Regions from separate parts of the Mus musculus genome. Here region 1 is linked to region 2. A link is a contact called in public promoter capture Hi-C data. All regions are on one chromosome and are shown on one strand. The core of a region is the stretch at or near the end of the contact, and the rest is flanking DNA. Distances in the headings are between cores, read along the strand shown.

Evidence for each region. Capture Hi-C pulls out chosen DNA fragments and counts their contacts.
Region 1: a promoter capture Hi-C map of liver shows a contact between it and region 2. The contact joins two enhancer-like sites. A contact is called at or near these places in 1 of 484 Hi-C or Micro-C datasets (regulatory T cells), 1 of 115 datasets of contacts at active chromatin or transcription factors (memory CD8 T cells) and 3 of 9 other capture datasets (adipose tissue, liver and pancreatic islet).

The regions. Positions count from the first base shown.
Region 1 is chr2:126,915,185-126,918,465 of GRCm38.p6, forward strand. It overlaps Sppl2a (signal peptide peptidase like 2A), which reads right to left. Exons shown (of 15, transcript NM_023220.2): 9 at 2,616-2,697; 10 at 2,027-2,101. Among named protein-coding and RNA genes, the nearest start is that of Mir3473g, 14 kb to the left of the region's middle. Within about 2 kb of position 1,282, at least 7 of the 459 cell types and tissues checked have an H3K27ac peak or open chromatin away from gene starts, as enhancers often do. A contact at or near this core is called in liver, where this site is marked.
Region 2 is chr2:126,596,202-126,599,532 of GRCm38.p6, forward strand. It overlaps Hdc (histidine decarboxylase), which reads right to left. Exons shown (of 12, transcript NM_008230.6): 10 at 1,670-1,768. Among named protein-coding and RNA genes, the nearest start is that of Hdc, 21 kb to the right of the region's middle. Within about 2 kb of position 1,305, at least 88 of the 459 cell types and tissues checked have an H3K27ac peak or open chromatin away from gene starts, as enhancers often do. A contact at or near this core is called in liver, where this site is marked.

The DNA of each region.
Region 1 (3,281 bases), core at 32-2,531, 320 kb after region 2:
CTGAATACTACTACAGTTAAAGGCCTGCTCTGTCTGCCTGGCTTGAGAACACGCTTTTTTAAAACCCCCAGCTTCCGTTACAGCTCACACTTGCTGGCTTCATGCTTTTCCCGTTTTCCTTTTGTACCACTGCTGCTCAGTGATGGCTCTGAGTGAAAGAGCTCGCCTTAAGACATGGGCAAGTGCTTGCGAAACAGTCTGGTATGAATACTTTGGGATAGTTTCAAATCTTTATTTCCTAGTTGCAATTTTAGCTCCTCCACAGGTTATATGTTTGTCTTTATGGCTGGCAGCAACTGTCTGCTTTTGCAGTATTTTAATAGATGATATATTGTCTAAAGAAAGGATAAAAGCCCACTGGAGGGGGCTAAGGATGTGGTTTTGTGGTAGTGCTTGGCTAAAATACAAAGGTCCTGGGTTCTACCCTGAGTATAGCACTAACGATAACAAAAGCTAATGGGAAGAAAAACAGTCACCATCAAATATGAAATAGCTAAGAGACACAAAGAATAAAGGGCCGATGTAAAGTTATAAGACAAGGTGCAAAATAAAATGGTAGAGAAAACGGGAGAACTAGACAATAATGAAAAATATGTTCCTGATATGAAAAAGGCCAAGACGGAAAACTGAACAAATAATGAAAGGCAACTGGCTGGCTTGCTCACTCGCTGGCCCACTTACTTGCTCACTTGGCACCTTTCCTCACTTTGTTAGAGGAAAAATGGTGGTAAAATGGGGAATGCATGACTTAGGAGCTTCCAGCCACACAACCAAAGGCAGACAGAATGGACAGAACTGACAGTGAGAATGAGAAGCCCTGGACTAAGCATTTACTGAGGTTAGCCTCACCCTAGCTTCAAGGAGCGGCCTGGATACAGGAGACCTTGTTGGTATAGAAAGATCAAGTTGGGCCTGGCAGTGGTGGTACACCCCTTTAATTCCAGCACTCAGGGGGCAGAGACAGGTGGATCTGTGTGAGTTCAAAGCCAGCTTGGTCTACAGAGTGAGTTCCAGGACAGCCAGGACTGTACAGAGAAAACTCATTTCAAAAAAAAATAATAGTAATAATAGTTTGGTTTTTAAAAAAAAAACAAAAACAAAACAAAACAAAACAACAACAAAAAACAAAGATCAAGTTGAGTTCTTCAGCCAAAGGAATTCTAATGATGTCAAAAGCTGGCATTGCTTCTCGAAGTAGACTGGGACCTAAAGCCCAGGAGGGGCTGCCAGGGTACACAGTACATTCCAGGCCTGCAGAGCTGGCATGCTGATGTTTGCTCTTCTCAGATTAGTTCTCAGAAATGAAGGTATCAATGACACATTCCCCTCCCTCTCTAAACTGTCCACAGTAGACACTGGCTGTAAGAAAGTTTTACTTTTAAAAGGAAAGAAAAATTACAGACATTCTCCCTTTATACTAATCAGAAGTTCCTTATGTCCTCTAAGAAGCAACTGAAAGCTTGTATATTAATATACCCTCTACTGAAAGACCAATTTCAAAGGTAATTTCCTGAAGGAAATTAAAGTTCACTCTGAAATACAAATCTGCAAAATCAACAGTCTATGAAGAGAGTTAGGGTTCCCTTCTTGAGGCTGGCAAGATGGCTCAGCATTAAGAGCACCACTGCTCTGGCAGGGGACCTGGATTCCAATACCCATGATGGGTGGCATCTGAAGGCCTGGAACAACAGTGCCAGGGGAAAGAATGCTCTCTGTGGGCCTCTGTGAGCACCAGGCATGCACGAGGTGAACATGCACACATGCAGGTATTCACTTATACACATGTAAGGAAAGTAAATATTTAAGAAAATATGTCAGGAGCTGCATGTGCAGGGAATGGTGACATACGGCTTTAATCTAGAGGCAGGCGGATCTCTGGGAGTTCAAGGCCAGCCAGCTATACATAGAGAGTTCTCTTCCTGCCAGGGCTATGCTGAGGAGACCCTGTCTCAAGGCAAACAAACAGATTTAAGAAAAAGAGTTCCATCGTTTTGAAGGCTTCGTCGTAAATTTTAAATGGTCATACCTTTGTGATGAAAGGTGTGATGAAGACAAAGAACACATCGTAGATGAGAAGAAGGCCTAGCAGTATCACGCATGACTGTCAGAGAAAAAGGAATTTAAAAGGTCAAACTTCCCACATCTAAACTAGTGCAATAACTGACTTTGCAAATACAAGTGAACATGGAAATGTATATTTGAATGTTATTTTAAAAGGTGTTTCGTGGTTATCACTATGTGTAATTTTATTGCATATGCCATTTAAAAAAATCTTTACTTCCTGCATCCCATTTGCTTAGGATCATCTCTGATTCAAAGAATGTTCTTCCCCAATATTTCATCTCACAAGGTTTTAAGGAATGAGCATGACTGACAGAAACGCTCAGCTGGCCTGGCCTGGGTTAGAACTGAGTGCAAACAAGCAGAACAAGCTTTCTGCAGCCTGCAGAATGGCCTGTAGCTCAAGCTGATGGAAGTTACAAAAGTCATCCGTATATCTGCAACATTTCAAGAGTGTCAATGAAATGAGCTTGTCTTACTATATGCAAATTATACCTCAATCGTATTGTTTTAAAAAGAAAAAAATTACAGCTCTATAAAATAATATATTTTACCATGAAATTGGGTAACTTCATTGTTTTAATTAAGTTGAGACAGAAAGCAATTCCTAAGATATCCTGTAAAATCCAAGCCCACCTAAAAAGAGAGAGAGAGAGAGATCAACCTATTATTTCATTCCATTATCTTCAGATGAAAGTTAAATAAATAGGTCATTATGGTTATGTCATTATGGTTATGGCTATGAATTATCTCCTCATATCCTCTCTGCTCGGCCAGTTACTGTCCCTCAGAGGACTGTCAGATACAAGCACACATTCACCTCAATCTTTGCAGTTTTACATGTCTCCCTCTACACGGACAGCTGCCAATAACATCCTCGTGTTCATATCTAGTCAGGTCGAACACAAGCAAAAACTACACAATTTAATTATTAGAAACTAACATGCAGAACTAGCAACCAATGATAAACCTAATAACTTTGGTAATTATAATAAGATTTCTAGGTAAACGACTTTACTAATAAGTCATTAATCATGTTATGTATTTTTCCAGGTTTCCCTTCCTGCTGTGGTTAAACCTGGGTCGGCCTGACGGCTCAGCAGTAAAGACACCTGTGATCAGGCTGATGCCCTGAGCTCGATTCCTTAGGCCCTCTGGCTGGACGGAGAGAACTGCCTCCAGTGTCCAGAACTGTAGAGTACTGTCCAGTTATGCTGTGG
Region 2 (3,331 bases), core at 55-2,554:
TTAAGTCTTTAATGCCAGCACTCGAGAGGGGAGCCTTGAGCTCCAGACTAGCAAGAACAACAAATGAGACCTGGGGGCGTGGGGAGGGGGGAGTAAGTGACAGACACAGCACATGATAGGGCTAGAGATTCCAGTCTGAGACTCACATACACTCTCTGCTAAGTGAATTAATTTTTAAAGATTTATTTAATGTATGTGAGTGCTCTGACTGCATGTACACCTACATGCCAGAAGAGGGCATCAGATCCCATTACAGATGGTGGTGAGCCACCATGTGGTTGCTGGGAATTGAACTCAGGACCTCTGGAAGAGCAGTCAGTGCTCTTAACTGCTGAGTCATCTCTCCTGCCCCACTAAGTGATTTTTTTTTTATGGGCTGGAACTCCCACTTGATATTTCGTTTTAAAAGAAGACAGAGCTTCAGGTGTCTTCCTTGACCATGAAGAGGCGGTGCCATTTGAACCAACCTCTATCTGCTCCTCTATCTGCTCCACTCTCTCTCTCTCTCCAGTCAATTTCAAACTCTTACCACCGCCTCATGAACTTTTTCTTTTCTTTGAGAAAGGCTCTCTCTCATGGATCCTAGACTGGCTCAAAGTTACAATGTAGCCAAGGACGACCTGGTACCATTGATCCTTCTGCCTCCACCCCCCACTGTGGAACTACCTGCAAGCGCTGCCAGGAGAAGGTTAAGCAATACTAGGGGGTCAAACAGTGGCTTTGTGCATGGGGAGTAAACAGTGTACCAATGGAGCTACGTCCCCACTTGATCCCTAAGAAGTTCTTCATGTGCAAGTCCAGGCCTTGTCCGGGAAAAGCATACTAACTGTTCTCCTGGCCTTTATATGCCCATGCCCCATTTCTAACCTGGTTATGATTCTCCCCTATAACTCCTTTCCTCTGGGCCTGTTTTCACCACCTGCCCTGTCAAAATTCTCCATGTCTCACTCACATGCCCCACAATGTCCCCTCAGAGCCCACCTTTGTCAGCATCCTCACTTTTTAAAATCCAAGGGAGGGTGATTCTCCCAAGGCTTGGGCGGCAGAAAGTAGGTCTCCCAGTTAATAAGACATTCTCCTCCTGCCCTATTCTCTTCCCTCCCATGAGGCAAGCTGTGTATGAGACAGAGCAGAGGCCAGGGGAGAGGAGGACACAATTACAGGTAGTGTGTTCACTACAGACCTCACCTAGAAGGTGAAGAGCAGGTGTGGCTGTGTTGACACACCATTCACCAGGGAGCCATGACAGCCACTCCTTCTTAAAGACTCGGCCCTACTTTGACCATAGACCCTGCTCTTTGACCTACTTTCACTTTCTCTTTCCGTAAACTAGGCTTTTGAGTGCTCAGTTCTCAAAGACAACAACAGGAAAGGTGAGACTCTCAGGAAATCGGTGAAACAAGGGATGTCAGAACAGAGGAAGTTGCACTTAGTGGTGACTGTTTAGAAAATAAACAGTGTGAACTACAGATCACAGACAGTCCACTGGGACTACATGGAGATCAGCGCACCTCTACATAACCAACATTCAAGTCCCTCTGCGCACCCTACCACTGAGCCACAAACCAAGGATCCCCTGGGCAGATTTGTAAAACCGAGGCAAAGTCTTCCTTCCCATGGAAAATGCAAAGAATCATGGGCTTAGTCCCACGGCTCTCGCGCAACATACGTGTCTGACATGTGCTTGAAGATTCTTCACCCCGAAGGACCGAATCACAAACCACAGCTTAATGGAGCGAAAGCGCCGGCTCAAGGGGATCTGCCAATGCTAGAAACAAATAACACAGAGCTCATGGTTAGAAGCAACGTGCCCACTCCCTCGGGCACTCCTAGCATTCTGTGTTGCCTGCAGAGCACTCCTGGGATTTCCCTGGTGTCACCATGACTCCCAAAGCTGTTGCTAAGGAGCAAACCAAGACAAGCTTATCTGGGTAACACTAACAGTTCCAAGCCTGTGACCTGGAACCGAGCGTGACCTCTCGAAAACTGCTGTTTTAAGTATTTCATCCCAGCCTAGAAACTCCTAGAAGTTCCTTGAGTAGCAGAAATTAAAGTTCTATGTCTGTTCTTCTCAACATTAGTGTAGCTTTAGGATGGTGATTAAGAGCTTAAACCCTGGGGCCCCACAGACCTGGGTTTCCCTTTAGCTCTGCCCTGGCTCCTTACCCTGTGTGACTTTCACAGGGCCACCTCACGGGCACATCAATGGCATAGGACAAAAGGTGCTTTCCAGGAAAGTGGCTTGAGGACAGTGCAAAACCTCAGAGAAAGTTGTCCAGGCAGTGTAGGCTGTTTAGATGATAAACAGGTGAGCTAGGAATCACATGTGTGTGTCTGTCTGGCACCAAGATGGTCAGTCCTTACTTAATCTTGCTGCCACCTACTGGCTTTGGCTTTCACCTGTGAGATTCCTGTGGCCTCAGATGCTCCATCCAAGCTTTCCGACTGCACAGGAACCCCTGCCTCAGTCTGAACTGATCCCTGTCCTGGTACCAAATTCAACAGAGCTTAAAGTTCAAAGCTGCAGTTACCATAGATTCTGAAAATTCCCAATCCTAGTGCTCAGGTCTGAAAACAGAGCAAACGGTTTGCGGGACACTTGCAGTTGTTCTAACAAGCAATGTGACTTCTCCTAAGCTTTCCCCTCAAATGTCAGAAAACCTCTGCCACAATTTCTGCTCTCTAAAAATATCCATCTCGTTGACCATTCCTCTGCCTCTCTCCATGGAGTTGCCAAAACTTTACTGATGTCCCCATCTTTATGCTTCATTGTAGTCTCCCAGAGTAGACACGGCTGGCTTATTACTCCAGTATCAAGGACAGTATGTTTCCTTGCACTAAACTCTCAGGCATGATGGTGCATGCCTTTAATCCCAGCACTGGAGAGGCAGAAGCAGGCAGACCTGCTGAGTTCAAGGACAGCCTGGTCTATATGTGTAGTGGAGTTCCAACCAGGAGGGGGAGGGTGGAGGGGAGAGAGAGAGAGAGAGAGAGACTTTTGTCAGCCAGAAGAGGGCATCAAAACCTTAGGAAAGGACAGAACCTCTGCCGCAGCCTGCTTAGAGTCCCCTATAAAATGTCCCGGTTTCTAGATGATTATGGTAAACTGACCACCTGGTTGGAGAGGGGCAGGAAGTATCTGAGCTGTGCACTTCTCTGATTTCTGCTTAATCTCCATCCCGTTCTTCTCACTCTGCTAAAACCAAACCATGTGGGTCCTGAGACTGCCTTAACCAATGTCTGCTGTTCGAGCTCCTAAAGACCAGCATGGGACTCCCTTCACCCCAGATGTCTCCTAGCATCCTCTGTGTCTTCCCCAAGGCTTTCTGAA